Regions from separate parts of the Mus musculus genome. Here region 2 is linked to region 1. The links are chromatin contacts, called in public HiCAR-type maps. All regions are on one chromosome and are shown on one strand. Each heading gives the region's core, a stretch centred on a gene start, on an enhancer-like site or on the middle of the called end of the contact. The rest is flanking DNA. Distances are from core to core; before and after follow the strand shown. Region 1 holds the start of 2810030D12Rik (RIKEN cDNA 2810030D12 gene). Region 2 holds the start of Mcf2l (mcf.2 transforming sequence-like).

Evidence for each region. HiCAR-type assays count read pairs that join an accessible place to other places.
Region 2: a contact with region 1 is called in a HiCAR-type map of embryonic stem cells, with 2.2 times the contacts expected there. The contact joins the promoter of Mcf2l here to the promoter of 2810030D12Rik in region 1. A contact is called at or near these places in 4 of 39 promoter capture datasets (the 3T3-L1 cell line, hematopoietic stem and progenitor cells, hippocampal neurons and 1 more), 4 of 484 Hi-C or Micro-C datasets (cortical neurons, embryonic stem cells and nephron progenitors) and 5 of 115 datasets of contacts at active chromatin or transcription factors (craniofacial prominence, embryonic stem cells and pancreatic cancer cells).

What each region holds. Positions count from the first base shown.
Region 1 is chr8:13,199,173-13,202,558 of GRCm38.p6, reverse strand. It overlaps 2810030D12Rik (RIKEN cDNA 2810030D12 gene), which reads right to left and starts at 1,777. Exons shown (of 2, transcript NR_166508.1): 1 at 1,266-1,777; 2 at 769-871. Grtp1 (GH regulated TBC protein 1) reads left to right here and starts at 1,935. Exons shown (of 8, transcript NM_025768.2): 1 at 1,935-2,078; 2 at 2,359-2,510. The coding sequence starts at 2,032.
Region 2 is chr8:12,914,089-12,917,474 of GRCm38.p6, reverse strand. Mcf2l (mcf.2 transforming sequence-like) reads right to left here and starts at 1,564. Exons shown (of 31, transcript NM_178076.4): 1 at 1,421-1,564. The coding sequence starts at 1,499. Gm15351 (a long non-coding RNA gene) reads left to right here and starts at 2,251. Exons shown (of 2, transcript XR_870153.3): 1 at 2,251-2,896.

The DNA.
Region 1 (3,386 bases), core at 528-3,027:
TCTGTGGTTTCAAGGCCAGCCTGGTCTACATAGTGAGCTCCAGGATAGAGAAGTACAGACAGAGACCAGGTCTCAAAAAGCCAACCAACCAACTAACCAACTAACCAACTAAATCAACAAGAAGGAGGAGGAGCGGGAAGAAGAGGTAGAAGAGGAGGAGGAGGAGGAGGAGGAGGAGGAGGAGGAAATATGGAGGAGGAAATGTTCCAGCTCTGTGTGGTCAGACCAAGGGGAAAGTTGTGTATGAAGAGAATGTAGTCCAGTCTGTGGTCTGAGTCACCACTGGGGAAAGGTCAAGGTCAGAGCACTGGCAAGGACACTTGGTGTTAAAACACTGTTCACTGCTGGGCTGAGCTGATCTCTGCACGTTTTTCCCCAGAGGCAGCAAGCACTCTGGGCGACTGTGGGAGCTAGAATTTGGGGTTCTGCTCATGCCAGCACTAAGTTTCATCCAATGTCAACAGAGAAGCTCAAATCTGCAGCTCTAACTGGATTTTCAGGTTCATTTCTTGCTGTATTCTAAAAGAAAGATGGGGCTAGATATGGTGGCATGTGCCTTTATTCCCATTGCTCAGGATGTGTGTGTGTGTGTTAGGCAGGCACAGGTAGATCTCTCTGAGTTCAATACCAGCCTGGTGTTCATAGTGAGTTCCAGACCAACCAGAGCTACACAGTGAGACACTGCCCCCCCCCAATAAAAGAAAGTAAAAAGAATAAAATAAATAAATAAATACAAAATAAAAGAAAGAAAGATGGAGGCACCAAGGCTTTGGTAGAGAATCCTTGTTCAGCAGAGTTTGGTCAAAGCAAGGAGGAGGGAAAGCAATACAAACCTCAGGTTTTCTCATCTGTCTTACAGTAGTCTCAAAACCTAGAGAAAATGAAGTAAAGGGCAGAGCTGCGTATGTAGCCTTGAGAGAGAGACAGAGAGAGGGAGAGAGAGAGAGAGAACCGGTCCCACCGGGTGCTGCCTGTATTCTTGGCGCTGAGGTCAGGATCATTTACAGTGGGGTATCCAAGTGTCCCAGTGGACCAGGCTAAATTCTAATCCCACCCCCACCCCACCCCCGCCGCTTCCTGCTAGGTACTTTGAAGTTTCTAACTAGTTCAAGTGAGTTCCCAAAGTCCAGCTGAGGGTCATTCCAACTACAGTCAGCTGAAGGTGGGTAGCACCTTCTAAACACCACAGAAAAGTGCTTCTGCAACGTCCGATCCGTCCCACCGCTGACCACAGGGCCCGAAGGCGCCAAAGCCCTATGCTTTACCTCGGCACGGTGAGCATTCATAATCCAAACATTCCTCCACAGGTTTCCGAGGGCACCTCGCTAAGAAAGGCAGTCAACTGGTTTCCAAGCCCAGAGTCTGAAATCTCAAGAAACGGACGGCGACAGGGACCACGAAAGAAGCTCGGCACCGCGGCACTGTGACCCTGCAGTAGCGCACACAGCTGGGGCTTCCCTAGGCGAGGAGAGATGGTAAGGCGGCAACTCTTTCCAAGGCTAGACCTCGGGTTCCAAGGTTTGGAGAAGCGAGTACCCTTTGATGGTGGCCCTCAAAAACACCGTATGTTCTCAGCCTCGACAAGCAAGGAAGCAAAGTGGAAAAACAAACAAACAAAAAAACCCTCCTTTTTCAGCATCGGAGCTGGAAGTCCGAAGTCCAAAGTCCAGTCTGCCAGGCACTGAGGCTTGAAGGATATTTAAAATCCTGCAAAGTGGATCCAGGTCTTCTAACCTCGGCATAGGTTTCCATCTCCATGGATTTTCAAATCCCTAGTGCCAGGCTGCAGCAGGTGCACTCGGTTCGGGTCCCTAGGCGCTCCCATCTCCGACACCGCCCCCACCCCAGCCCCGCTCCGTCCACTCTACCCCGCCCCGCCCCCACTGACTCCGCCCCTCGTCCCCACCCCGCCCCCGTCTCGGCCACGCCCCCGCCGGAAGCACTCGCGCGCCCCGGGGCCAGCGGCGCACCGGGGTCCAGCGCTCGGGGCTGCAGAGGTTGTGAGTCCCGCGGTCCCTGGCCCTTCTCCGCATGGATCCCGCAGAGCGCGCGCAGGCGGCGCGAGCTCGGGTGCCCAGGTGGGTGCGGAGGCCGCGCGCGCGGGGTGCTGGGCGCCCTCTCCGGACTGGGTCTGAGCCAGTCGATGCTGCGCGGGGGACGCGCTCTGGTCCACGGAGAGCGAGGGGCATGAGGGGGTGGAGGGGATGGAGGAGGGGAGGAAGAGAGGAAGGGAAGGTGAACTGAGGATGGACGGAGGGGCGGACCGAGGGGTGTCGGGTGTCGGAGCTCTTGGACCCCAGCCGCATCCCCGCAGGCGCGGAAACTTGGTTCGGGGAAACAGGTTCTTTTTGTTTGTAGGATCGATCCGTATGGGTTTGAAAGGCCCGAAGACTTTGACTATGCGGCTTATGAAGAATTCTTTTCCACGTACCTGGTGATACTCACCAAGAGGGCGATCAAATGGTCCAAACTTCTAAAAGGAAACGGTGGTGTCCGGAAAAGCGTGACAGGTGAGAGGCCTGATGCTGGCTGGCATAGCGGCCATTCAAACAAACAGGACTTTCTCCCAAGGGCCAGAACCCCTGTGGCGAGACCCCCAGCGAGACCTCTGGACTGCAGGACCTCCCAGCAGTAGCTGTTACCCTGCAGTAGTTACAGTCCCTATGGCATGACTCCCCAACAGTAGAACCCTGTGAAACCTGTGAGCATGACTCCCCCGCCCCGCAGTAGAGGGATCCCTCTTTAAATGGGACTCCTCAGCAGCAGGATCCCCACCAGCCGGAACTCCCAAAGCCAGACCTACGAACACCATCACTACCCTGCACACGAGCATACACTGCATTTCCATAGGAACTGGACCCCTCTATAGTTGAACCCCACCACCCCCAAGCGCGACTTCTGGGACATCATGAGACCCCCTAGGAGGGTGTGTTTGTGCCACACAGCAGATGGGAGAGCTCCTTACCTGGTTGAATTTTCTCCATGGTCACCACGCCCTCTTAACTGTAGATGGGCAAAGTCCATATTTCCTGGGAAGCCTCGAGAAGGCCTTGTGTTCTGAGGGGGGTTAGAACAGCGCCTATCTCTCAGAGATGGGTAGGGGTGGGGTACCTAGGGCTGGGCTCCTGGAAGTCCAGTTCCAAGACAAACTTTCCTCTTTCTCTGAACAGGAACTACCATGCCTCTCCAAGCGTTTTTTTTTTTTTTTTTTTTCCTTCCCCTATACCATTCTTGATAGTCATTTTTCTTCTCTGTAGAACCAAAGGCCCCTCCCTGCTTGCAGGGCTTTTTGTTTATTTTGCTGTGGAATCCTCATCGCTTCATTGAGATAATAGGGACTTCATATTTGTTAAAGGAGTGCCTGAAGGTGTTTGCCAGGTGGCCAG
Region 2 (3,386 bases), core at 315-2,814, 280 kb after region 1:
CACATCTTTGGGTCTTAGTGGAATCTACAACTCTAGTACTGCAGAAACCTCAGAGGGCACAGGCTGGAGCTGCTGCTTCTGGCGAGACAATAGTAGCCACCGGGGCCCAATCCAAGGATGCTTGGACAAACATTCAATGAGTATCTGGTCCAGGTTCTGCTCCTCTGGGAGCCTTTTTACAACTTAAGACACACATGTTGTGTCCTTCAGAGCCCAGGAGGAAACCTCAGGATCTGAAACTCAGGATGATGTCACTGCTGGAGCAATTCCCACTCTTGTGATCCCCCACGCCAGCCAAGCACAGGTGGGAAGGGCAGCAAGTCCCACTTCTTCCTCAGGGCCCCCCTGGGCAGGCAAACAGCTCCCTGGAGCTCCACACTCATTCAGATCTTGTCCAAGCAACACCCAGAAAATTGGGCCACATCTCTAAGAGGAAGGGGACAGAAGGCATAAACGTCTGTCTTCTCTTTTCACCCATTTATAATAAGCAGCCATTTCACTTGCAAAGCCAGCGTTATAAACTGACCGTCTGTCTACACAAGTGCAGGGAGACCACCGCACTTGATGCTTATGCTGATTTAGTTATTTAATACAGGGAGGGTGCCACACCCAGCCCAGACAACGAATGAAATTTTAATCCCCCAGGAAAGTATTACTTAGAAAACTAGATAACGCCACGTATCACATAACACACGACAAAAACCAACCTACTTTTAATAGCACACCACTATTTCCTCCCCATGCCAGACACAACTAGTCAGTGGTACCTGCTTCTTCTGCAGCGTGCCAGGAACCCTCGGCACAACGGATGGAGGCCGACGGCAAGATGCATCCTGCCAGCTCCGAGGGGCTGAAATCTACAGGAGGCTGTAGCTTGTCCCTCACGGCTTATTTTAAGTAATCAGACAATTAATCCTGAAAATGAATGTCTAATTGCACTGCTCGCCCTCTTCTTAACCTATATTATTTTCAAATATTGGCTTTACGGCTTTAAGTGCATAGTGAGGATTTTACCTCCCATCCCATCCCAGTGTCTGCAGGGCCTGGGCTTGGACCCTGGACCATTCTGGGCTCATAATTCCATGGCCACTGCAGCAAATGAGGTGATGCTCCCAAGCAGACTTGCAGACTCCCCCCACGGGCAAATGGCTCCACTTACAAACCCTCATCTCCTAGAAAGCCAGCGCTGCTGATCTGTAATTCTCAAACTGTGTCAAGCAGAATAAAATCACACTGTCAATCCACAAAGCCTAGAAGATGATACCAAAAAAAAAATGCCCATCACGCCTGCCTTTGCTGTTATCAGTGCTAGGGAATAGTGAATGAAGGTGGTTATACAGCCATTAGATGCAATTCTCTACAATTCAACAAATGATGTCAAGCTTAAGAATATATAATCAAGGCCAGCGGCTCCTCCTACCAGTGTTCTTGGAAACCGCGTTTAATCTCTGCACCATTTCTTCTAGGGCCATCTCTTCATTTCTCAGCCAAAACCTCATCCTCCGATTCAACAAAACCGATCCCCAGAAGATCGTCCTCCGCTGCACCAGAGGTGCTGTCGGGTGGGGCTAAGCCGTGGGGAGGGGGCGCGGCTGGAGCGGGGAGGGGGTTGTGGCGCTTTCCTTGGCTTCCCAGGATTGGTCTCCGCGCCACAGGGAGGGGGGCGCGCTTTGCGTTGATGGGGGGCGGGGGGCGCTAGGCGGAAGCGGAAGCACTGAGCCTGCCGGGCGTGTCACCACCGCACCTGGAGTCATGCGTGTGCACCACCTGAGCACCTGGGAGGCTAGTTTGCATCAAGGGGGCATCAGAAAGCCCACTACGCAGGCGCACAGGTCTGCCCTTGCCCTTCCCCCTCTTCCTAGGGTTTCTGTCCTCCGGGATTGGAAGTAGCTGCTGCAGGGACGCGATCCCAAACCACCCAAAGAACATCCAGCCTGAGCCCAATGCTCCCTTTACTTCCTGCCCCAGGCCCCCTTTACCTCCCGCCGCTGCAGGGCAGGTGCAGAGTCCACAGCAGCCTAGAGCGCGCTCTCCACGAGGTCTCATGCCCAGGTAAGAGGGAGACGGTGGGTAGCTGGGTCAAGACTTGACTCTCCCAGCAAGGGCGGTGCCAGACCTAAGACACAGGTCTACGAGAAGGAAGCTCAGCTGTAGGCCCAGGGCTCCCTAACCTCGCCATGTTTGGCAGAGGGCCACGCTCTGCATCTGACACCACCGGCTTCACACAGATTCCGGGTCGCTGGTGCACAGAGTACTACTGCAATGCACAGGGTGGCGAACACCAGCCTCTCCAGCTGCTGGCCATCTTTTTATTGTTTGGTCAGACGGGTCGCATCCTGCCAACAGGATAAATGCCCTGGCACTGTGGTTTTCAGTAACACGTGGGAAACCCAGGACCACAGACTCCAATAACGAGAGTCTATCAAACCCCAGGACCACAGACTCCAGTAACATGAATTGTATCAGCACCATGGTGTGCAACAACGCAATGTGCACCAACATGTATATATCTCAGCACTATGGTGACCAGAAACATGTGTGTACCAACATGGTGTACATGCAGTAACATACATGTGCACCAAGACCAGTATCCAAGAATACATGCATTGGCACCACAATGGCCAACATATGTGCTCCAACGCCATGATTCCCTAAACTGCACCATCACCACAGGGCCCAACATGTATGCGTCGGTAGCTGCACAGACACACCTGTATGTACCGTAAGACCACAGCTTCCAACAACATCCACCCGCACTGAACAATCCAACTACAGACATGTGTGTACCAGGATGCCGTTGCAACAGTGTCTATGTTGGGTTCAGCACTGAACTAAAGGTCAAGACACAAAATGTCAGATGTCCCAGGATTTGTCCTCAGAACTCCTGGCCTGGAAGGTAAAGATCTATAAGATAATTGCCGTGCTAAAGTCCCCAAATCAATGTGTAATAACCACATATAGATATAATGATAAGATAGTAGAAATTGGCCGGGCAGTGGTGACACATGCCTGTAAACCCAGCACTTGGGAGGCAGAGGCAGGCGGATTTCTGAGTTCGAGGCCAGCCTGGTCTACAGAGTGAGTTCCAGGACAGCCAGGGCTACACAGAGAAACCCTGTCTCGGGGAAAAAAAAGATAGTAGAAATTACTGCTTTTCTGAAAGCTCAGCCCCTCAAGCAGCAGCAGTGGCTTTGCAGCAAGTCTCCACATGGACAAGTGAACCCTAGGCAGGCGATGCACTGTGCCTGTGGTCCTAAGAGTCCGGTCAGTTGACACTTGGAGCTGTGTGACATCTGAAGACTGAGACTGGGGGAGTCACACTCGTGCCCCCCAGCTCCAGAACCTTCGCTGCTCACCCCTCGCCCATGCCAAGCTGCTGCCTCCAG